Regions from separate parts of the Cricetulus griseus genome. Here region 2 is linked to region 1. A link is a contact called in public Micro-C data. All regions are on one chromosome and are shown on one strand. The core of a region is the stretch at or near the end of the contact, and the rest is flanking DNA. Distances in the headings are between cores, read along the strand shown. Region 1 holds the start of Bnc2 (zinc finger protein basonuclin-2). Region 2 overlaps Bnc2 (zinc finger protein basonuclin-2).

The links. Hi-C and Micro-C count contacts between places; a contact is called where the count stands out from the background.
Region 2: a contact with region 1 is called in a Micro-C map of the CHO-K1 cell line, with 2.2 times the contacts expected there. The contact joins the enhancer-like site here to the promoter of Bnc2 in region 1. A contact is called at or near these places in 2 of 8 Hi-C or Micro-C datasets (both in the CHO-K1 cell line).

What each region holds. Positions count from the first base shown.
Region 1 is chr2:63,179,166-63,186,387 of CriGri-PICRH-1.0, forward strand. It overlaps Bnc2 (zinc finger protein basonuclin-2), which reads left to right and starts at 2,173. Exons shown (of 9, transcript XM_035439817.1): 1 at 2,173-2,309. The coding sequence starts at 2,307.
Region 2 is chr2:63,213,514-63,220,601 of CriGri-PICRH-1.0, forward strand. All of the region lies in intron 1 of Bnc2 (zinc finger protein basonuclin-2), which reads left to right. Among named protein-coding and RNA genes, the nearest start is that of Bnc2, 36 kb to the left of the region's middle. Within about 2 kb of position 1,943, at least 3 of the 6 cell types and tissues checked have open chromatin away from gene starts, as enhancers often do. A contact at or near this core is called in the CHO-K1 cell line, where this site is marked.

The DNA.
Region 1 (7,222 bases), core at 923-3,422:
GGTTTGTGTGGGTAATCACTTCAAAATTAGCAGCTAGTTTTTCCTCATCTTTTCACGATGCAGGAAAATGCACCAGAACTTGGCTTGTTTCTGGAAAATTCTTGGGATGCTCCTCAGTTGCTCAGAATGAACATTTGGTCATCATTATCCCTTGTGTAATCAGTTTCTGCAAACTACACAATGATGCTACAGTTACGTTTAGGGAATAAGCTCCACACCTTAATCAAGTCATTTAGAGATGAGCCTCCTTGATAACATGTATTTAAACATATGTGGATAAGGGTTAGATACCGAACCTGTAATTTATACCAGTGAGAAAAGTAACTGTCACTCGTTGGGAAATTAGAGATGAATCACATGCCCAAAACACTACAGTATTTACTATAACATGAGAAATATTTACCACACAAATTGTTCCACACCAAAATGATACATAGCATTCACAAATTCTGAAGAGACTAGAACTCTACTTTGCAGGGGCCTAGAAGGAGTCAGGAATTGGACCCAACCAGTAATGGAACTGCAGGTGCTGGCGGCCCTGCTGTAGAAAAAAGAAAGGAAAGAAGGGAGGAAAGATGGAAGAAAGAAAGAGAGAAAGAAAGAAAGGAAAGAAGGAAGCAAGCAAATTGGATCCACTATATGAATAAGCTAACTTACATTCTCAGGCCAGCTGTTGCTACTTGGGATCTAGTCAGGCATGGATCCTGAAAAAAAAAAAAGCTTAACTATTGTGAAAATGTACATTAAACTTATGACTGTATAGGAAAAAAAAAAACCTCCTTAATTCCAAGGCTACATATTTTCGAAGGAATTTATTTCTGACCCCTGAATGAAATTATGCAGTCTCTCCCTCTGCTTGGGGAAGAGAGAAAGGACTGAGGGAAGCTTTTTTTTTTTTTTCTCTCTCTCTCTTTTCAGGAAGAAACAGTAATCAATCCTGTTGTTCAGCCAACCAAATCTTCACGGATTCTCTGATCTGTTAGAGCTCAGAGACTATGCTAGAATCCCGTGCCTTCCTCCCGAGACAGATAAGCAAAAAGTTTGCTCTAGCGATGATAAATCTGCACAAGGCAGAGATGGTTTTGGCACCCAGTGTACATTAGAAAGATGAGGATGAGTAAGGCCTCCTCCCCCACCCCGATCTGGGTTTTGCTTCCATTTAAGAGATACCCTTCAGCTGCTGGCGGGTGCGCACCAAGCCTGCCTCCTGTGTCCCTGTCTCCGGACAGGGCATTTTGGTTCAGCTGAGTGTCACCCCACGTGTGACTGGTGTCCGCCGCCGCGGGCGCCCGCTCGAGTGGCAGTCTCCTTCCTCTCCCCCGCCCCGCTGCAGTTCCAGGCCCAGACCTAGGAAAGGGGAAGGAAGCCCTGGCCGCAAGCCGCCGTCTGGGCCGGCACCAAACACGCGGCTCTCAGAAACTTTTTGCCCCCAGCTGTGCGCAACTTTCTGCCGGGAGTCCGCGCTTCGCGGTCCTCAGTCTGGGTCCCCGGGCTTCCGCCCTGGCGCTGTGCGGGGCTGACGGAGCTGGGCCGAGCGGACCGAGAACCCGAACAGCCCGGAGCCGAGGCGCTGCGCCGCAGTCGGAATAAAGTTCGCGCCCTCGGCTCGGCGTCTCGCAGCCTTCCCTCTCCCCTCCCCGCTACTCGCGTTTGTTTTTTTTTTTTTTTTTTCCTTGTTGACAGCTGGGCGCTGGCGGCCACCTCCACTTCCACGCCCGCACCCCCCGGGGGGCGCCAAAGTTGTTTTTCCATCCACGGAAGGGGGGGTAGCGAGGTGGGGGTGGGGGTGAGGAATACACATCTTCTAAGAAGCCCCTAGAAAGCGCGAGGACGACAAACAAAACTGGCGGCAAACACTGTAGTCTGGACAGTTGTGCGGAGAGCAGAAACTTGTGCTGGCGTGGTCGCCGGTCGGTCCCCCCAGCGCCGCCGCGCGCACCCCCACCCCGCCTCGCCAGCGGCAGCCCCCCTCCCGGACAGTCCGTTCCCGTTTTTTCTTTTCTCCTCCGGCCCGGGGAGGAGCGGGGCAACTCGGAGCGCCGGCTCGGGGGAGCGAGCGCGACCCTGGGCGCGGGTGTAAATCAGTCACCTGAGCGCCGAGGGGCCGCAGCGAGGGCGCGCGCGGGCGGGCGGGCGGCGGGCGGGCGGGGAGTGGCGCGGGCGGCGAGCGCGGCCCGGAGCGACCGGGCGGGGGAGGGAGCAGGCCGAGCGAGCGGCGAGCTGAGGCGGCCGAGGGGCTGGTCCAGGCGCGGCCGCTAAGAGGAGACCAAGAGGCGGGGGCTGCACTTGACAACCAGCATGCCGAGATGGTAAGAAGTTTCCACCTCCTCTCCGCCCGCTTGCGTCTGCACTTGGTAGGGACAGACCCGGGCGGGACGCCCCGGGGCCGCGGCGGGCCGCGCTCTCCTCTAGCGCCGCGGCGCGAGGAGGCGGGCAGCCGGCGACGCTCCCGAAATCCACCCCCACACCCCAACTTGGCCCCAAGTTCGCGAGGCGGCTGCGGGAGGGTGGGAGGGCTGGCGGGCTAGGGCTCCCCGCGCCTTAGGTGAGCGGCCGGCTGTCGCGGGCTCTGGGGATTGGGAGCCCTCGGGGAGGGCGCGGGACGAGGGGACGCGGGATGCACGGAGCGGCGGGCAGCCGCGACAACTTTCCCAACTTGGCCGGCGTGGGCAGAGCCCGAGCTGCGGCTGGGCGTGGGTGCCCGGGGCGCGGCCCGCGTGGGTACCGCAGCGATGTCCGCGGGAGCGGCTGCCGAGGACGCGGACGCCGCCAGTCAAATCCCGCTAGACAGACACGTGTGTGCTTTCCCAAAGTGCGGTTCTGAAGCAGCCGGCCCACTGCACTTACACACCGACTGGACCGTGGCATCTGAGGCGTGAAAGGGGGACACGATTTTTTTTAATGTGGGAGGGGGGCTCAAGACAAAACTATCTCCCTTGGGGCGAGGCGAAGATTTCAAAAAACTTGTAGGTGCAAATGGTGGAGGAAAAGAGATGGCGCACTGGGACTCCAGCACAGCCCCTCGAAGGGACCACTTCTCTGCATCGAGGGAAGCAGGCAATTAGTTCACCCGGTGATGAGCCATGATGTCCATGATGTCCGCTTTCGGGAGGTCATTTGTTAGAAATGGGGCTTACCCACTCCTTTCCTTGGAGTTCCCTACCACCCAGTGTCGCTGTTGTTACCCCCACTTGGGGGCTCTGATATGCAGTGGGCCCTATGTAGGTGGGATGTATAAGAAACGGGGTGATAGCAGGTTGACATTTTTCCCCCTACCCTTCCCCCTGATGTGACATCTCTTGTTTCAGAGATCAAAGTCACAACTGGAATGTAGGAGAAGGTACTGTCAAATGCACACATACAAAATGCACCCATGACTGCGGTTACAGTAATGCTGACAGAAATTAAAGAGGTTTTGAAAGCAGAATGCGATTTATGATGCTTCCCATTTACCCTAGAGTCAAGCTGTTGTAAAACTGATGTACAAAAGACATCATAAAATAATCCTGTGTACCCAGGATTAAAGTGGCAGAAAGTGGCCTATTTTATTATTTTTTTTTATGTACTTCGTGGGCAGTTGTAGTTGTTGGAGCCTGTGTTTAAGTGAGGCATCAAAACAAAATGAGAAATATATCTGTTTAGGGCTAGAGACTTTCTTGTTAGGGCATTTTACACAAGGACAGCATAAAAGCCAGCTGTGCGTGTTTTTCTTCCTCTGGCCAGTATTTCTATTTGTCTACAGATCTATTCCCCTATCACAGTCATTTTTCGTGGTAGCTGAGTCCATTTGTCTTCCACTGTTTTGTATTCTGCACTTTTCCATGTTTTTGTGTATAGACATGCATGCCCTAAGTGGAAGAATTTGTTTCTGGCACTAAGTGTTGTTGCTCTGAAGATGCCCTCTAGTACTGAGCCTTGTACAAGTTTGATGGGACGTCCTTTCACCCTTTGGAATCAGGCGCCTGAGAATCCCTTGTGAACCCTTAAAGGCTCTGTGTCTTAGATCATATGTGCAGCCGATTCATTTAAACTTGTTCAGTCTTAATGAAGTTCTGTATTGTAGGCACTCTTTCTGTTCCCGGGGAGCAGTGTATTTAACATCCAGATTGCCGATCACTTTACCAAAAAGCAGGACTAGGCAGTTTATCCGAGGGAAGGACTAGGAAACTTAAATCTGAAATTTGTCTAGAGGATCTTCCCCAGCATGTCTGAAATGCACCCCCCCCCCAATCCAGTGACAATATTGTTGGGTTGTGTTTGCATGTAAAACTTTGGGTAAAAATCAACCTTGTGGGATTTTTAAAATAAATATTGCATAAATATTAATAGCGGTAGTGCATTGCTAATACCTGATTTTTTTCTTCCCTCTACCTGAGGTGTAAGTTATCTGTCAGGCAGGGCTATGTGATTACAAAAAGAAGCAGACAAAAGCAGAGCTGACTGTTGCTGTATTAAAATGTAAGTGTTACAGTTTGAATTTTCAAGTGAGAGTTTTTGAGTTCAGTGCTTTACATAACATTTTGTCCTAATCTTGCTTGCTGTCAGGGATGTTTCATGGTTGTGCAATTGCTGCAGTCAAGAATGCCAATTTGCATTCCAGGAGTGTCATTTGATTACTTTTATCTGTGAAGCTCCAAGACCGGCCCAGACCTCTCGTTTCATCTTGCCATGTCACGAGTCAATGCTGTGTCGTCTTTTCAAAAATCTGCCTGATTTAGACAAGAAAGAAAAGTACTTTCATGTTGCAGCCGCAGTCCCCTGCTAACTTGTCAGCAGCAGGATATGATTCACTTGGGCCCAGAAGAATGGAACAGAGAGGCGGGTTAGGCGGTTCAATAAAGCCCACGGACAGGTAGTGTGTGACATCCCCAGAGAGCTGCAGTTAATGAAGAACAGGTCTGCTTAGTTCTCCACACGCTGACCTGGTGCTGTCCCCACAGTTTTCTCATTTGATCTTTCCCAGCAAATTGATCTTTTCTTGTATTTTTTTGCCTTCCAAGTTAGTCCTTGAGGGACTGAAATTAGCAGAGCAACTTAAGTTGGATAATACAGCTGTTGAGAAAAGAAGAAATTGGACACTGGCACAAAAAAAAAGGAGGGTGGGGGTGAGAGAGAAGAGGGAGCTATTCTTTTTGTTGTTGCTGGGAATATTTCCTATATTAAGGGAGTCCAAAGTAGGTGATGACTTGAAACTAGCTGTTTCCCTTACTTTAAATTTAGAGTTTAGCTTCAGTGCTATTTTAAATATTCTGCAAATGTTTGAAAGATAGCTTTAGAAAGCATGAAGAGTTTGATTTAGCAATGCTCATATTCACTCGTTTGGAGTGATCTGCCAGTGGAATAGTGGCTTTTATGGCTATTGTAAGATGAGCAAAACATCAATGGCATACTTCAACTATATTATTTATAGTCTTCTAAATAACTACAACCTCCAAATATTCAATACTGAATTGCTGAAAAGATTAAACAATAAAAAAGTCATTACCAGCATTGTATATAAATACTGTGGTGCATGAAGGATTTTTTTCAAGCTATCATCAGTATCTTTGTTTTACATAAATTCCACAGATGTACTGTTAATAAAGTATGTTATTCTGTCTTCCAAGATTTTTTTTTTAATTCAAAGGTAGGCTTTTAAAATTGAGACCAGATTACAAGTTGGATGTCTTTGAAATGTTTTTTTTTAAGTTTAAATTTCATTTTATATAAGGTGAATAAATCTAAATTGAGAATGCAGGTATAGTTCAGACAGCATAGTTTCACTATAGTGTGTTTGTACATAGAGCTTGGGTCGAGAGTAATTAATAGTCTTAACTTAATGAATCTATAAAGGTATGGTGCTTTCTGAATTCCTCTGCAGATGGTCTCATTTAACATCTGCACCCTGACAAGAAACAGAGTTGAAAACAGCATTTCTCCTGCAACATCTCTGGTTGGTCAGGAGTTACATAGTATAGTTGGTTAGTAAGCTCTCCAAAGAGCTAGAGGGAGCCTCATGGTTTTATTAGATATACTTATGGTCTAAGAAAAAAAAAAAAAAACTACTTTGTAGTCAGAATGTTGCACAAGACTGGCTTACAGTTATGCTTGGAGGTGAGATACACACACACACACACACACACACACACACACACACACACACACACACAGAGAGAGAGAGAGAGAGAGAGAGAGAGAGAGAGAGAGAGAGAGAGAGAGAGGATAGAAGCAGAATTTCCTTTGTGGACAGATAAGGAATCAGCTAAGCTTTCTAGGACTCTGCCTTTCAGGTGATTTGAATTAGGAAAAATTCAACCAAACATACTTTAAGTGTTTTAGTTTGCTTAACTACAGTGTCACTTTGTTAACTGAAGGAGTTATTCTCATGTTGGTAGGCCCACCTTCAAAATCCTGTTAAAAGCAGCTTCCTGCCCAGTCACAGAGGCATGTACTGCCTTACTTTAGTTCACAAAAGAAAGGTGCTTCTCTCCATACATGATGTTTTAAAGTAGTTCTGCATACAACTACATGTTTTGGAGAAAAAATTTCCTTCAAAAGAAGGACTTCACACTGTAAACATAAACAGCAAATCATTTGTAAATTTGGTATGTAATTAATCAGTAAATAAGTTACATTTAAATGGCAGGACTTGAGTGTTTTCATATTTACAACTTGGCATTTAATTTCCCATTTGTTTATCAGTCCTACCAGTAAAATTTGTGATATGCTTATATTAAATAATCAGTGATTGTGATTGCTTTTCATTATTTATATACTAGTTTTTAGGGGCATTACTTTGGACATTTATTTACCATTTAAGTAAATCTTATATCCAGGGAGATAAACTGCCCAGATTAGTCTTCTTGCACAGAAGCTCTCATTATGTTGCTAGCCAATAAAAGTCTTTATTTGTTGCTTATTAGAACCCTCAGTACACTCAAAAGTTCAGCTATAATTTAATTTGGCTGTTCAAAGAGCCTCCCTTGTTTTAAAACACGTTCTCTGTTTCCTTTACCATTTGTTGTGAGCCTATGTTTTACCTCATGAATATGCATGAGCAGTAGTACAGACATGTCATTTTAAAAGTTTTTGCCATAACAGAAGTGTACCATTTTCTTTCAAAAACTTACATATATAATAATGTAAATTTTGTCCTTTTTATTGCAATTTCCTTGACATTCTGGAGCATTTTGGCTTCTTTTCAGAGTAATTTAGATTGTTTTGCCCGACTAATTTCAGGGTT
Region 2 (7,088 bases), core at 693-3,192, 34 kb after region 1:
CTTATAAAGGCTTTTAAATATTTGGCTTTTTTGAAAAATTTGACAGCCCTTTATGAAGTTATTACATTTGGTGTAGATAGGTGGCTAGATTAGACTATAATAATAATAAAGTGTAATCTGCAGATTGCAAATATCCATATGTATGATTTCTGATTTTTACAGGTTGCCAACAAGTGTTTATGAATTGTACTTGGGCAATGATTTTTTTAGGATGTCAGTTTCTTTTACAAGGAACTAACAACATTGTCCTTTGGAGGGGGAATCATTTTCCATGACCATGAGTCTCTTACTGGCTTCATTCTGCCAGCTGCCAGTGTGGCCAATTTCTAGAAGGCCGAAGCAATGACATTCAATTTTGCTGTTCTTTTACCTAGGTCTTCATGTAAAGTTTTTCAGCCCCCAAACATCCTCAGCATTCTTGCTCTGCCAGGTGACAATTGTGAATACCATAGTAAGAAGTGAGTTGAAGATTTGTCTCATTTACTGCTCTCAAAAAAATAATCCCCCTCCCCCATGGACTTTCAGATCTGAATTACCAAATAGGTTTCATCAGAGAAGAAACATGTACTTAGACATTTAAACATGGAAAGGAGATTGTTAAGTTGGCAGTCACCTGGAATGAGAGGACCAGGTGAAGGCTGCCTGCCTCTGGCTAGGTGACACTGGCCCTCATGAATGTTAAGCTTAAGCAATTAAACTTTAAACATTAAATAAATAGTTGTATATCATAACTGTGTGTATTATAGAGATAATTATATTCCAGAGCAGTTATGTTCTTTGTCTAAACCATGTTAGGAAACCATTACAGTTTTTATTGAAATAAAACTGCAGGATCTGAAAGAAAATCTGGACTACAGTGATTGAAAAGCCTTTGAAATAGTCCAAATTCCCACACAGACTTCTGGAGTCTTGTCACAGCTGCAAGCCTTCGTGGGGAGGCTGTGTGGGTATTTTATACATATTTAGGCACAGGTAGGTGGTTTGTGAGCCAGATGGAGGATGTGATTGTTTCCTATTTTCTTTAGTGAGGTGTTTCTTGTTCCTCTGGGGAAATAAGCTACCCATTTATTTTTCTTCAGTATTTTTAAACTTGGTTACTTATTTTTAAAAATAAATAATCCCTGCTACTGTTTATATGTAGAACCTAAGTACATTTTGAATTTTGTACATTAAAAATTAATTTGTCTCAGAGAGTGCTTAGTAAACACCTACTATGTGCTAGATGTTTACACAATTTTTGTTTTACTTGTAAACTTTTAACAGTGGGCACAGATCTAAATTGTTCTTGTAGTTACACCATAGAACAGGAACTAAGGTGAAAATGGATTTTTGGCCCATGTAGTTTTCTAGCCATTTCTATGTATTCTATTAGAAAATATTTTTTAAAAGTGTTTTGAGTTAAGGAATCAAACCGCTTGCCCAATTTGTGAAACTCTATGGAACCACACACCACCATCAAAAAAAAAAAAAAAAAAGAACATTTGAGATCAGGAATGTGGCCACTCAGTCACCTAATAAAAGGGTGCTTAGCTACACAATCAGGGCAAAGAAACAAAACTATTCACTTGATCGAGGGAGGGCAGTGGCCAGGAGACAGCTCCCCACCCCCAAGATAGAATGCTTCAGAAACATGTTGCCATTAATATTTCAGACAGAACGCGTTCGTTGGTCTGAGCCTGTCGGTCTCCTCTCCTGTCCCCCTTCCTCTCTGCATTCATGTTTTAGTTTGCTCCCAAATGCTCACAAGTCCACGCCAGACGGAAATTCGCAGAGGCCACTCAGGAGGTGCTGGGGAGGAACCCTTGCACTCAGTCCTTCAGGCCTGGTGGGTCCCCAGTCCCTTGCAGCTGGGGACTCACTGCCTCTCCCTACCTCCCCTCGAACCACAGCCCCTCCCCCAGCCTCTAGAGTCGCTTCGAGGCCATCTAGTCATACGCTGTCCATCAGATGTGTTTACTTTCTCCCTGACAGCCGACACATCTGGAGCACATATTCAGGTTACTCCAGTGCCACTAGACACATTCCACAAGATCATTTCAGCGGTTGTTATGGCGATCTTCCTCCCTCCAGTGATTTTCAAGTTGCATGACAGAAATAGCTGGAGCTAACCAGGGGGACAAAAGTCAACGGGATCAGGAAGGGCTTCTTTCACAGAATGAACTAATTAGTGACCCTGCTTTCTTCACAGGGCAATGAGCATATGGTTTAATAAAGTGAGTCTATGACACTTTTTTTTTTCTCTCTCTCTGTAGGCAAAGCTGTCACTGACTGAAAACTGTTCTGTTTTTACTGGTGGGATGTAGTCTTCTGTCTTTCAACAGAGTTTTCTTCACAAGTAGAAAACGTTTGCTCCTGAGAGTTAAACTTCAGAACTTTTTCTTGGCTTAGTACTACCTAATTATAGCAGGTCCTTCAACTTAAAGAGACAGTGTTCTTTTTCTGTGCCTGCCACTGAAAGGGCAGATTTGCCTTGCTCAAGACTAAGTTTTTTCAGTTAAGGTTTTCTACCCAATGTGAATTGGTTCCTAGAAGTTCAGATAAATAGGATATGTTGTTTATTGGGGGTTTCCTATAAAATGTGATCAATATTTCTCACTGGATTAGCTACAGATTTATTTGTTTCAGCGTTTTGTTGAGTACAGTTATAGAATGTATTATTAAAAGGTTTGGTTAAGCAACTCCAGTTCTTATCACAGTTTAAGTAACACTTCTGGTTTTAACTCAGTTTTTTTTCATCTGAGGCTTAATTTTTATATTTCTTCTAGGTTTCTGACAACTTATGGCATAGACACATTGTAGACATTGGAATTTAGACTTGAGATCATTTGTATTATGAAGTATAAATAAACTGCTTGTAGTTTATGATGGATATACAATGCTACAAAACACTGACATCTTTGATTGTTAAATGAAGAGAATAGACATGCCTTAATAAATATTTTTGATTAAGTAGCTTTTGAATATGGATTCAGGGGGTTGGGGAGATGGCTCAGGAGTAATGTGCTTGAAACACATGCTGAGGTTCTCGTTTGAATCTGCAGTAGGCAGATGGACAGATGGATCCTGGGAGCTTTCTGAGCAGTGAGTATTCCTGTACTCTTTATAGAATCTTTGGAAGTAGAGGCCATTACCTGGATTTCACACTTCCAGCTACCAGAGTTCTCTTCTATACACTTGAGCCCACTGTTACCTCTTGCTTTCCTTGTTCCTTTATTGACATTCCTGGCTTTCTTATGTACAGCCCATTTTAGGTTAGTCCCCGGGCATTGGAGTCATGTGAGCAACAATACTTATAATTTCCTTATGGTTGAAATGCATGTGTGTTGACTGAGTTCTCTGAATTCTGAAAATATGACAATGGGAAGCAAGTAAGAATATTAGAGCTGGACTCTTTCAGGATTCTTCACTCTTTTATTTTTTGGATTCTTCACTCTTAATTCATCTGTTTAATGTTCCCCTTTCTCCCACCCCCAACAAATTCCTATTACATGGGTCCTGCTGAGGCTGGTCACTAGGCTGCTCTCAGGAAGGGTAAGAGGACACTAAAGGTCACATAATTAGATGTGAATTTAATTCACAGAGACCTACTTGTCGCTTCGTGTGTTTCTGCTAGTCACACATTATTAACTGTGGTACCTTTCAGTGCTTCAATTATCTGCCTATCATGCAGGATTGAACTCAAGTAAGAATCCTGAGAGTGATTATAAAATGTTACCCTCTCCAGATTAACTTTGCAGCAACTGAGCTTGATGCAGTTTAAGTGTTATAGTCAGTGCTATGGTAGCTATCTCTAATTGGTGGTGTTACTAAAATCATAACACTTAGTGGTAGTTATCTGGGAACTAGAATAAGCCAAAGGAAGTCACTTACATGAACCTTTGGTTTCTCTGCATCAGGTGAGGAAGCTAGCTTATCTTTTTATCACAGTGACATCTGTATTGTATACATAAGATTCTAGTTGATTTCACAATTTAGGTAGCTCAGTGTATTCATCCTGCGATCCTTCCAGCCCTCTTTACACTGTGCTTTACCTTGTTTGTTGTCCTGTTTCTTTTAAAGACTTCATTCAATACAGAGATATTGTTCCCATGGGTTACTTGATTTGCCATGGTGAAATATCCATGCCTACCAAAAAGGATACTTTTTACTCTTATTTCAGTGATTTCTGCCAAAATTTAAAAGCCAAGGTGCGTGTGTGTGTGTGTATGTGTGTGTGTGTACACACACACACACACACACACACACACACACACACACACACACACACAATATATATATATATATATATATATATATATATATATATATCCCCTCACGTTTTAAACTTTCTTTTACATTTATTCTTTGGTTCCCTTGAATTTGGCAACCAGCTTAATTCAGTCAAGCAGTCAGTGTGCCAGAATAGTTTGCCTACGTGTGATAGCTAAATAAATAGTGGATTCAGTATGGCAGTGATAATCTCAACTTCCAGGATTTTCTCAGTTGTGAAATGTTTGTGTTAAGGATGACATTTTTGTTGTTTCTGTTACAGTCTGACAGCTGAAGATGCTTTTAAAACCTTCTAGTCACTTAGAGCAGAGCTATGTTGCACAGGCTTGGTGGTTCTAAAAGGCAGGTCCTATCCATCACAGGACAGCAAGTCTTGGGTTATGGGGGTAGATTGAGGGGTGAGGGAGTGAGACAGAGAGAACGGGGAACTGTTCTGTCCAGTTTACATTTGTCACCAGTGACTAGCTTTTAAAAAATGTATTAGCTGTGTATGGTGGTAAGTGAGATCCAGCTGCAGGGGATTACTGCTTTGAGTGGGTCGGGGAGCTTGGAATGCATTCAGTTCCATCAGGGGATTTGTGTCCCTCGTCATCTGCCTTAACATTGCTAAAGCAGTAAAGATTAAGAACAGGCCAATGTCACCTGCCCTGAACTTTGAGGAGGAAAAAAAAAAAAAAAACCCTGGAGCCATTAAATAAAGAGAAGTGGTGGTTTAGAAAGTGTCCCTTTTCTGTGTCCCAGAGTGTTTTTCAAATGACATAAATGAAATAAAAGGAAACACATATGTATGTTCAGGTGAAAAGCTGTATTGTGGTTGACTTATTTCCACAAATTGCTGAACATGTCATGGTCATGATTTACGATGAAAAACCAGCTTTTACATATAACGTTCTGCTAATGAACATTTTTATTTTATTTATTTATTTATTTATTTATTTATTTATTTATTTTTTTGTGAGATGGGTTCCAACCCAAGACGAACAGTCGGTAGTTAGGAGGGAATGTTCCTAAGAGATTCAGTCTCACTGCATAGGAGAAAAAAAAAATCTTTGCTTGGTTTGGTTTCGGTGACCCTCCCCTCCCCCTGGAAGAAAGTTAAGAGAACACCACAAAGGTTTGCTTTTTTCAGGGATTTTGAAATTCAGCATTCATGCCAGCAAGCAGTTTAGAGGCAGGAAGTCTTTCCTAGTAGTGCAGTCATGAACTGGTAAAGTAGAAGCATCTGTAAAAATTTAGAGGGAATATCAGCTTTCTCAAAGCTCCAGCCCTGTGTAATGAGGTGCAAATGACAGCACTGCATAGCCTTCCCCACCCCAATTGTGGAATGGGACGCAGAGACCAGAAATGCAGAGGACAGGGATTTCTGAGCTCTCCTGAGCTGCAATGCCTGTTTCATTCTTTTTAGATGAAAAGGCTTTCAGATGACCAAGGATAACCTCGACTTTTAGGGTTGACAAGGAGTAAACAAATGCTTTTCTGCTCAGCATCTCTAGGTGCCACTTTAGAAAAGTGGTTGTTTGAGGGTATGGGTGTGTGAAATGATACACCTACTTATCTGACCAAGTTAACAAGAGTTTTTAGCTTGAAGTAAACTTCAGCCGATTTGTATCTTTGGCAGGCATTTCTTTCTTTCAGGAAAAAAAAGAGGGATAAGAAAAAAAAAGTGATTTGTTTGAAGAAACACATCTGGGGTGTGATCTGCTATATCGTAACACCAGATGGCAAGTTTAGGCTGACAACTGAACCCATGTTAGCTTGGTCAGACTGTATCTGAATATGTTACAGCCCCCTTCCCCATCCTGCCAGTGCACAGGAAGTCAAACAGTTACTAGCACCCTGTGCTAAGAGTCATCTTGCATTTTTGGCTTTGGATGCTCTTTCACTGCCTCTCTGCTGTTTATAGACAAGGCTGGCTTTCCTTGGCAACCCTTGAAACAGGTTCCCTCTGTTCATACCTTTTCAGAAATATGTTTTGTCGAGGCAAAGGTGTGGTGCCTTAAGGTGGCTGATGCTTGTCATGACAGGCATGGCATTAGCTGGGCTGAGTGGTGACTAGAAGTGACAGCGTGGGTTTGAGGTGCCTCAGGGCCTCTCAGTCAGCACTCCTGCCTGAGCATTGAGAATATGAAAGTGTCTCAGAGCACCGTTGCTCATCTAGAGATAACAGTTAGAATGTGGCTCTGAGGGGACTGAGGACAGGCAAGTGTATTTGCACCTCTTTATTTTCTTGTAGTAGTTCATGCTGCAGTGATGCCAGGAGCCAGAAGGGATCTTTGAAAATCACAGGTCAAGTTCTTAAGCTTTTGTATTAGATTTAATACTTGTGCATGTGTCAAACTACTAAAATGTTTATAAATAGTTTTTAGAAAACAAAAGCATGAAAAAACTTCACTTGACACTTTAGAGGAGCAGTAGCTAGTACAGTCCCCCACACTGTCACTTGATCTGTATCTCTTCAAGAGTAGTACTCAGAGCCTATATTTGGTATTGATTGACAAGAACTCTCAGTAGTTTTTATTACTCCCAGTCTTTGGGTTTTATTGTAAGTTCTTAGGCTTTTAACTCCTGACTAAAGGAGTTATATATTATATATATATATATATATATAATATATATGTATATATATGTATATATGTATATGTATATGTGTATATGTATATATGTATATGTATATATGTATATATGTATATATGTATATATGTATAGGATATATGTATATATCCTATACAAAGAGATGTAAAATACATTCATTAATCTATTCTACAAACTAAGATTAATTTGAGTCATCTGTGGCTCTCTTATAAGGTCACAGTTCTAAT